2 separate regions of the Anas platyrhynchos genome follow, and region 2 is linked to region 1. A link is a contact called in public Hi-C data. All regions are on one chromosome and are shown on one strand. Each heading gives the region's core, a stretch centred on a gene start, on an enhancer-like site or on the middle of the called end of the contact. The rest is flanking DNA. Distances are from core to core; before and after follow the strand shown.

What was found. Hi-C and Micro-C count contacts between places; a contact is called where the count stands out from the background.
Region 2: a contact with region 1 is called in a Hi-C map of F1 follicle, with 4 times the contacts expected there. The contact joins two enhancer-like sites. A contact is called at or near these places in 3 of 8 Hi-C or Micro-C datasets (F1 follicle, liver and subcutaneous adipose tissue).

Annotation. Positions count from the first base shown.
Region 1 is chr1:15,671,622-15,675,802 of IASCAAS_PekinDuck_T2T, reverse strand. It overlaps REDIC1 (regulator of DNA class I crossover intermediates 1), which reads left to right. Exons shown (of 13, transcript XM_072032736.1): 12 at 499-581; 13 at 1,159-2,525. The coding sequence ends at 1,758. Among named protein-coding and RNA genes, the nearest start is that of REDIC1, 17 kb to the left of the region's middle. Within about 2 kb of position 1,577, at least 3 of the 8 cell types and tissues checked have an H3K27ac peak or open chromatin away from gene starts, as enhancers often do. A contact at or near this core is called in F1 follicle, where this site is marked.
Region 2 is chr1:15,808,143-15,812,715 of IASCAAS_PekinDuck_T2T, reverse strand. KIF21A (kinesin family member 21A) reads right to left here. Exons shown (of 37, transcript XM_027458910.2): 8 at 495-690. Among named protein-coding and RNA genes, the nearest start is that of KIF21A, 42 kb to the right of the region's middle. Within about 2 kb of position 1,980, at least 1 of the 8 cell types and tissues checked has an H3K27ac peak or open chromatin away from gene starts, as enhancers often do. A contact at or near this core is called in F1 follicle, where this site is marked.

The DNA.
Region 1 (4,181 bases), core at 328-2,827:
GGGTCAGCCGTGCTGGCTGTATTTCAGAGCAGAAGACCTCTCAGGGTCCTCTGAGCAAAAAACATGAGCATAAGCCCACATAACTTGTATGGTAGCCAATGTCTGCAAGGTTTCTGCTGTATTCAATCCATTCCCCTGCCCTGAAGAACCCCTCCTCTTGGGTAGCACAAGGCTGCTGCCAGTGCAGATTAGCAGCTTAGCTTTAGCTTTGGGCCACCCGCCTCACACATTCTGCTGTGATGTGCTGTCTCGAGAGAAGGAGAATTGACTCTCTCCATATCCCAGACTGACCTTGCTAGCATGTTTTTCCTGAAACGGTATCTTAAAGCTGCTTCAGAAGTAGTAGTTATGCTTAATTCTGCATTCTGTGCTTGGGAGTTGGATGTTTGGGGAATATTTCGTGAGTAAATGCTTAATTCTGCATTCTGTGCTTGGGAGTTGGATGTTTGGGGAATATTTCGTGAGTAACTTTTCTTTGTGTTTGAGCTCAAATTTCAGATGTGGAGTCACCACTCAGCAGCCCCTCACCCAGCTACTCACCAAGACAGACAGAAAGCTGTTTCAGCTCTAGTCCTGACATGGTGAGCGCTGCTCCCTGATGAGTTTACAGGGGCTCATTTGAATGACATCTGTATGTCTGTGCACATCTAAGGGTGGTTGCAGCTGGAATCTTATTTATGGTTTTGTTTTGTACAAGGCAACCTCATATGTGAGCAAAACAAGAAATGATTAGATGTAAATTTTCCTAAGCAGTTAAACAGCCCCATGGTCTGGTCTCTTGACAATACAGAGCCTAGTGGAATTACAATAACACAACTGTGGAAAGATGCAAAGCAAGCTTCTCCTTTCTTCCTTGGGGTGTTGCTGCCTTACTTTAAGTGCCAGGAAGGGAGGAGGATTTGACACTGTGTGTGTTTTCAGCCAGTACTAAACAAAAAAGGCCATAATATATAAATAAAAAAATATGTATGACAGGAAAGATCCACCTTACCCACCTTCTTTCCAACATAAGCCAGGAGCACGCTCCTGCAGGAAGAGCACAAAAATCCAACAGACACTTCTGGCCTTTCAGTTTATTTCATAATGTAATTGGGGGATGATTGTTGACTTAGTTATGGAACTGCTTTAACAGTTACTCACACAGTTCTGTTCATGCAGTCTGAAAAGGAAGACACAGCCAAGAAGAAGTATGTGGACAAACGGTGTTACCAGACAGGCAATGCCAACACCTCCGGCTCAGCAAGCCCCAAGGCCCCTCACAGTGGACCTGAGCCTCTCCAGCACTGCAGGAGTTTGACCAGGGTGGAAGACAACTATCTTCAGCAGAAACACACTACTTCACATGCCACAGAGGAGGCAAATAAAGACCAGGCTGCCCCAGGTGAGGGCAGCTCCTTACACCAAACCCGTAAAAAAGAGCACGTCAGTGCCAGTACGAGGCGTGATGGTTGGTCACAGACTGAAAGCTGTGCCCCAGAAGCAGGGAGGGTGGATGTTGCCACCCAGTGTGACACCATGCGGGTGTGCAGCTGTGGGAGCTCCCTCCTGTCTGCCCGCAGCCCCGAGGGGCTCCCTCCTCCCGGCACCACTGGAGGGCACAAAATGCCAGAGCATGAGGCAATGCAGCCTGCAGGCACAGGCAGCGCAGCAGGAAAGGCAGCGTTTTCTTCTGAAGCCGAGTATCTGAGTTTGGCAGACAAAACAACTCTAGAGGTTCTGAACTACATCGATGTCATGAAGGAGAGAGAAAAGCAGTGAGCAAATAGAATGGCCTGTAAGGGATACTGAAATAATACTTCGAAGTTTTGTCTTGTTCTAAGTAGGTTTAATTTAATTGTCATATCTTGATTTGTCTAGCCTGGCTAGACAAAATATTGTTGTTATAACTTATTGTTGTTACTTATACATTATTACTTACTTTGGATCTCTATCTACCTTCTCCAACTATGGATTTCTGTAAACCTCTGACTGTTAACAACGATTTTACAACAGCTTATTGAACATAAACCTTAGGAACTAGATTTGCTTCCCCACCATATACCTGTAGGATTGTGTGTTTTGAGGATGATTTTGCTTCTCAGGAAGGTAGTGGAGAGATTCAATTTCACTTCAAGACACATTTGATGTGACTCTTAGTTCAGAACTACTGTCTGATTTTTACCCATTTTAACAGGCAAACTAGCCTTTGCCCTATGTTTGTACTAAATATGAAAATGAAAACATAAAAGTGACACAGAAAATGCAGATCTGCACACATAAAATAAAAGGTACTTTTAAAGGAACTAATTTATTATTTTTTAACAAAACAAACAACAACAACAAACCCAAATGCTTAAACTTCCTTCCACAGCAGTCTATTGATTAGTCTCTGTTAATACTGTTAATACTGACTGTTAATACTGACAAATCTTTTATGTGTTTCTGCGTTTTGCCAGCAGGTTGAAAATATGAAATGATTCTTTTTCCTTATTACAGTATTCGTTTGAAGCTACAAATAACAAATAAAGTTTCCTGATAATATTGTTTCTAGGCTATATTCTTTCCATTTAAAATAGTTCCTAGTAAAGATGACTCACTGTGTTGTGGACACCTTCTGCTTATATTTCCATACATCCTTCCATAAATGCATGTAAGCTATGTTTCAGGCTAGTCCTTACACACTGCAGGTCAGTTTCTTTTATTTCTACTTTTTGTAATGAAAGGTCTTGTGGATGTCGGGATGTGTATCATCCAGCACCGAAGAGATCCTTCACCATTCTTTGTCTCAGTTCTCATCATCAAACTAACGGCTGTGTTTTCTGCCGGGTTTTATATTTGAAACCAAAAGGCAGTCTACACTGCTGAACAGTTTGCAGGTTTATAGCTACACCATGTTAAAAATAGCATCTCTCGGAAATGTCAGTGGACTTTTCTTCACTTTGAAGAAAATAGCATTGTCTTTTGTACATAAAAATTGCATACACAGGAAGTGGCTTCACAGCCGGACTTCTGAAATGTGGAACTATCATTTAGCCAATTCACCGCCCACTTCCTAAGGCTTGACATAAGCGGATTTTCTTTTTTAGGTTGCCTCAATTTATTGTCAAAGCAAGCTCCCTAGTCATTTCTTTAGCTGAAACTGCAATGATCATCTTCTTCACAGGGGGTATAATTTATCTGAATAATGCTCGTGATTTGCTGAAAGCTCAGCAGTTACCAGTATTTTGTGAGGCGCAGTTGTTCACTCAGCGTTATGAAACTTGCTCAAACTGTGCCACACGAGCCTGATGGCTGGAATTAGGACATTTCCAAGGCAAGCATTGTCCCAGCTACACCCTGTACATCACCTGGCTGAGTCTTGCAGTGAGTGAAGCTACCGCAATTCGGGCAGATATATATGCTCTGCAGGGCGAGGCAGATTCCCAGTCTGTTCCAGTGAACCTAGTGGGCAAAGAGGGCAGGTCTGAACTGGGACAGGAGGACTGGTAGCACTGCATGGACCAGTGCAGGTGTTTCAAAGGAAGCAACACCTCCTTAGTAAGTTACTTCTCACATCTCACACAATTTAAAGCCTCTTACTGGCTGTAGCTTATTTTCTCCACTGCACTGACGCCACCGTAGAGAAGCTTTTAAAATCAGCCAGGTCTCAGGCTGGATTGCACCATTTCCCAGTAAGGGCTGAAAATATGCAGCTTGGAGCCAGACACAAATTTTCTGACTGCATGCAAGAGTTGCACACTTCTCTCTAACATGGTAATGCAGCACTTGGGTTATGTCAATCAAAGCAGACCATCATGTTCCAAAGTCTTTGGCTGAGAGCCTATAAAATCCAATTGCTTTGCAATTTTTACCTGTGATTACAAACCAACCGCAAGGATAAAAACTATCTCTGTAGCGGTATGTGTGCTGGCGATGATGATAAATAAACCAGCATGTTCTTTTAAGCCACTGGAGGAGTATTTTAAAGTATTTATGTGACTGTTATTGCATTAGAAGAGAACCATGCCTCCTCCTTATCTCAGTGTCAGTCTCCCACTGCGCTCAGGAGCTTTCTTTCACCTCTGATTTCTTGTGACTTTTGGAAAGAGCTGAGCTCGGTTTGGCAGGAGTCTCCTCTGTCTGGAGTGGCAGCCTCCAATCCTGATTCCTTCAGGTGACATTTGAGCAGTTGGTGCTATTTAGCCACCAGTACTATGACCATC
Region 2 (4,573 bases), core at 731-3,230, 140 kb before region 1:
TTAGCCTGAAATACAAGTTCTTGAGGAGGTTAAGAAATGAAAAGTCAATGTGTATTAAATCAGGATACTCTCTCAAGTATAACAGAGGAAGATGATGCTATTTGGTAACCACATTTACTGCTGAAAGCATTATCTTTAGTTTAAATTTTCAGGAAGAAATGGGCATTGTAAAGTATAAGTATTTAGCTTGTATAATTTAAAAATTATTTTTAAAACACAAATACTTCTAGCTCTCTATTCAGTTTTAAAGCAGTACATAATGACTGTTCACATATTCCTTCATGTGCCAATTTAAACTGTGATCGTTTTCACTTTGAAAGTGACTATTTCTCATCACTAAGAATGAGAGCATCTGGTAATGACTCGAAGTGCTTTATAAGTTAGTGTTATTACTCAATATTTTTAGTGTGTGAAATGGAACCAGCCAACAGAAAACAAGCTGTAGAACTATAACCACAAGAAGAGCAGAAAAAATCCTAAAAGGATACACTTACTGTTTTGTATTCCATGAGCTCCATCTGTAGCCGTGTAATCTCACTGCGCAAAGCATTTATTTGTTGACTAGCCCTGTCCTGATTAACCATCACCTTGTTCTTGATGTTTCGTGCTCGATTCGCATACTTCAACGTGTTCAAGGTTTCCATGAAGTCTCGATCTGACGGGCTCACACACGCTATCATGAGAGTTTGACTGCAAGTTACAAACATAGATTAGCTTTACAAATCAAGAACAAAAAGAGTACAGAGGCTAACAGGTCTTCATATGGAAGGTGAAAAAAGGAATAATGATTTCATGACACTTGTGAGAATTTTCTAGACCTAGCTCACTGTAGCAGGAGACTGGCAACCACAAAGTTCCAGCACTGTAATACCTCGTATCACCCTAGCATAGTATAAGAGAGAGATCATTAATTGTTCTACATATAAAATTATAAAAGCAATTAACTGATGTTCCTAGAAATCTTTTTCAAATTATACTCGGTTTTCCTAACCCCATGTAAACTGAGATTAAAGTACTTAAAGGCAACCTGAGGCCTCAAATAGTGATTGGATCGTGTTAGTTGCCAGGACTCATTAATTCATGAGGTGCCTTCCCACTTAATCTGGAAGCTGCCCAAACACTCATCTTCAGCTGCCTGTATGTGCCCAGAACGTCATAAAATATCTGTCTTCCACCTATACTTTTCTACTGAGATTCAAACTGCCTAAATTCTTCAGCTCCAAGTATCTGCTATACCAAAAGAAGCCCAAAAGATAGTACTTATCCTCAGTAGACCTGACAAGAAATGTATTAATTCCAAGTTTTGCAACACCACTTAAGCTTGGAGCACTTCTGTAAAAAGGAGCAATAGTTGAGCTCCATGCCCAAGACAAACAACCACTTTCTGGGCTCCTCTACACCCTCTAGCCATCCCATCTTGGGATATACAAGGTGAGAACATGCTACCTGCTCCAAGAAAAAGACTGGGAAAGAAAAGGTGGAAAAAAAGGAAAGAAAAAAAATGCCTTTCACTCCAGCATAATGTTTTAGTTATTCGCCTAGGGGTCAGAGCCAGAACTTCAGCTGTAGATCCTAGCTTAATGGCACCAATATGTCCTAAATTCTCAACAGACAGGGGAAAACACATATATAGGAGGTGACTGGCTCATCCCCAGCAGGCTTTAGAGGAACGTGCTTCTCTTTGTTGTACGTGGAAGCTTAGGTGGTTGTGTTAGGAGTGCAATGTCTTCAGGGCAACGGAGCAGTATCTGCATTAGGCAGACTGGATCTGATCTTCACCTTCTGTAATTTCAGATCAAGAAAAACAAATTACTCCTTGAAACCCTTTGTGAGGCAAGCGATTAAATTTGCCTTACACACTGGGAAACTAAACTAAAAAGAGTAACTAGCCTGAGGACATGGGAAAGGTTCAGTATATAAAGGACTAGGCTTCTGCAATTCTCTCTCAGACCTCCTGTGCACCATTGCATCACCTCCCCAGACTTGTGGAGTTTAGTCATAAAGATAAGAACATGCTAGATTAAGGAAATAATAATAATTCTGAGATCAGAACTACTTGTACTTTCAGTTCAGAATTTGATTCCTTTTCTAAGCCTCAGACAACTGGTTCTGCTAGCTTTCTTAAAAACTGAGCAACTCAAACTCCACTTTCCTATCTGCATTTTGTAGTGGACTCATTTTTAAATGCCATTCTACTCCTTTTATTTTTCCAGTTTTTAAAATGCCTCCCTGAAATCTAGGGCATGCTCCATATTTTAACTTGAATAATTCAAGAAACATTAATGCTTAAATGTTGCTTCAGAACTGTTACAGAATTATATATGTATTCTAACCTGAATATATATTCTATCTTTTAACCTGAATCACTATAGCAAATCTTTTTAAGTATTCGCAAAAGAGAAAGGATAATGTGGACTGTAGTACCTGGGGTGGAATTTGGAAAGCTATGGAAAAGACTAGCAGGAATCTAATCATCTGATTTCCCAGAGGAAAAAAAATGCATGTTGATTAAAATTTAGCTTTCCCACAGTTCGTTTGCTAAAGCACGGATATGAAATTTTAAGTTGTGTTATAATATGCAACTCTTCCTTAACAACAAACTACTAATTTTTCCTGCCTTATCATGTATATTACATAAATAAAAATGAGGGATGGAAGAAAAAAAAATTAACATCAGGCAGGAACAGAAATAATATATCTTCCTGTCCTTGTAAATGCTCTGGAACTGCATTTGCTATCTGCACATTTTACTGTAAACTGTGATTTCTCTTGAAGTACAGAAGAGGGAGCAGTTGAGCTACCAAACAAAAAGTGTTTTCAGTCAAATTAAAATAATATTTCAGTAAAAATGCAATTTTAGAAGCGGCTTGAAAAGTGACTATTGGCTGGTGTATTTGATATAAAATTAGTCAAGAAATGCTATTTGTAAAGTTATTTCCAGAAACAGCTTGGAAGTCATGCGCTCAGTTTCTCCTGATTTTTCCCTATTATTGGGTTTCTTCCTCTGTTAAACACTTTTGAAAATCCTAGCCTTTATTTTACCCATTTTTTATGTGTCTCTGCTGCAATAGTGCAGGCTGTTACTGAAGTTATATCTCTGAAGAACAGAGAAGTGATTTAAGAGATCTCCTCCACTTCTCCCTATTCTTTTGTGAAATGCCCAGAATACTTCCTGCCCCCTAGGACAGCAGATTAAACAGAGGAATAAACGTACTACCTTGCTAAAACATACTTAACTATGGTCCCTTTTGTGTTTCTACATGTTCATGGTGCATGTTTGCTTAGAGCTTCCAGAGCCCAAGCCTCTCTTCCTGGTCTCTATGCAATACATATACTGAGGAGGCTCTTACAAACAGTTCTGGTGACACAGTTGTTTGACTTAGAGATGATCAGCGCCAGATATCTGGACATATCCGCAATATCCTGAGATAGACAACCTTTATGAAAAGACAGCAGTATATGTGCTAAGCTGCCTTGCTCAGCAACAAAGGGCACTTTGTGCAAGGAGAACTGGCCGCATGAAGCTCCTGCTCATGGTGATCAGAGCAGACAGCGAGCCTGTGCTCACAAGGGCAGCAGTCTGAGCTAGACAATCTAATTTGCAAATGTGGTTGCAAATGGGCTCCCTAGCTAATAGATGGCAACACATGCTGACGCAAGCCAGTGGAGATCCAGGGAGAGACATCAGCCAACAATAGAACTTTCCTGAGAGGTAAGGCTGACATCAAAGTCAGCTTGAATGTCTCTGCAGAAATAATTCCCTGTTTTTAGGCCTTCATCCGGCTCTTAGAAGGCATAGCTTCAGCAGCAGCCAGCATCTATGAAGACTTCACCATATGAAATGCAATTATAAATACAAATAGTAAGGGCACAGTATTGTTAATCCCCAAGCCTTAGCCCTTTGCACGCAATGCAGCCACCTCCATGGTAACCAGCACAAAGTATGGCAAAGGGCTTGAATGAAGAAATACAATTGGATGATAAGTAAATAATGGGATAACTGCACGCAGATATCCACAACGCTACCTCTTGGGGACAGAAAAAGAATGAGAAAAGAGACTGAAGGGAAATTAATGAAAAAAAATCAGGGAGAGAACACAAAATTTGAGAAGTTAAAATAGCAATAGTCTGATGAAGTTTTCCAGGGAGAATTCTGGTGGTTTTTATTTGTTTGTTTGTTTTTACAGCTGTATTGAAAGATAGACAAAGTCACCTCCTCTATGTTTCTATACTGGCAACAAATCAAAAGCTAATATTGTTTAGCAATTCAGGTTAAAATAAGCAACAAAAACATCTGCTAGAAGCAGAAGTCATCATGGCTTTAAACTATGCTGTAATTAATATGGTTATGACCCAATAACAGATTTAACATTTATGGTACCTATAATCTAAAGAGGAAGGACTTGTCCTTTACTTAGAAGTTACCATTTCCAGGTAACTCAAAGCTCCATGTCTAGTAAAGCCACAACAACGCTGAAAAGAATGATGCAAAAAGCCTCTTTAATATCTTTCCCTTGTGTTGCCAGCATTTCCTATCATAACAGTCATTTATTTTGGAACCTCCCACCAACAA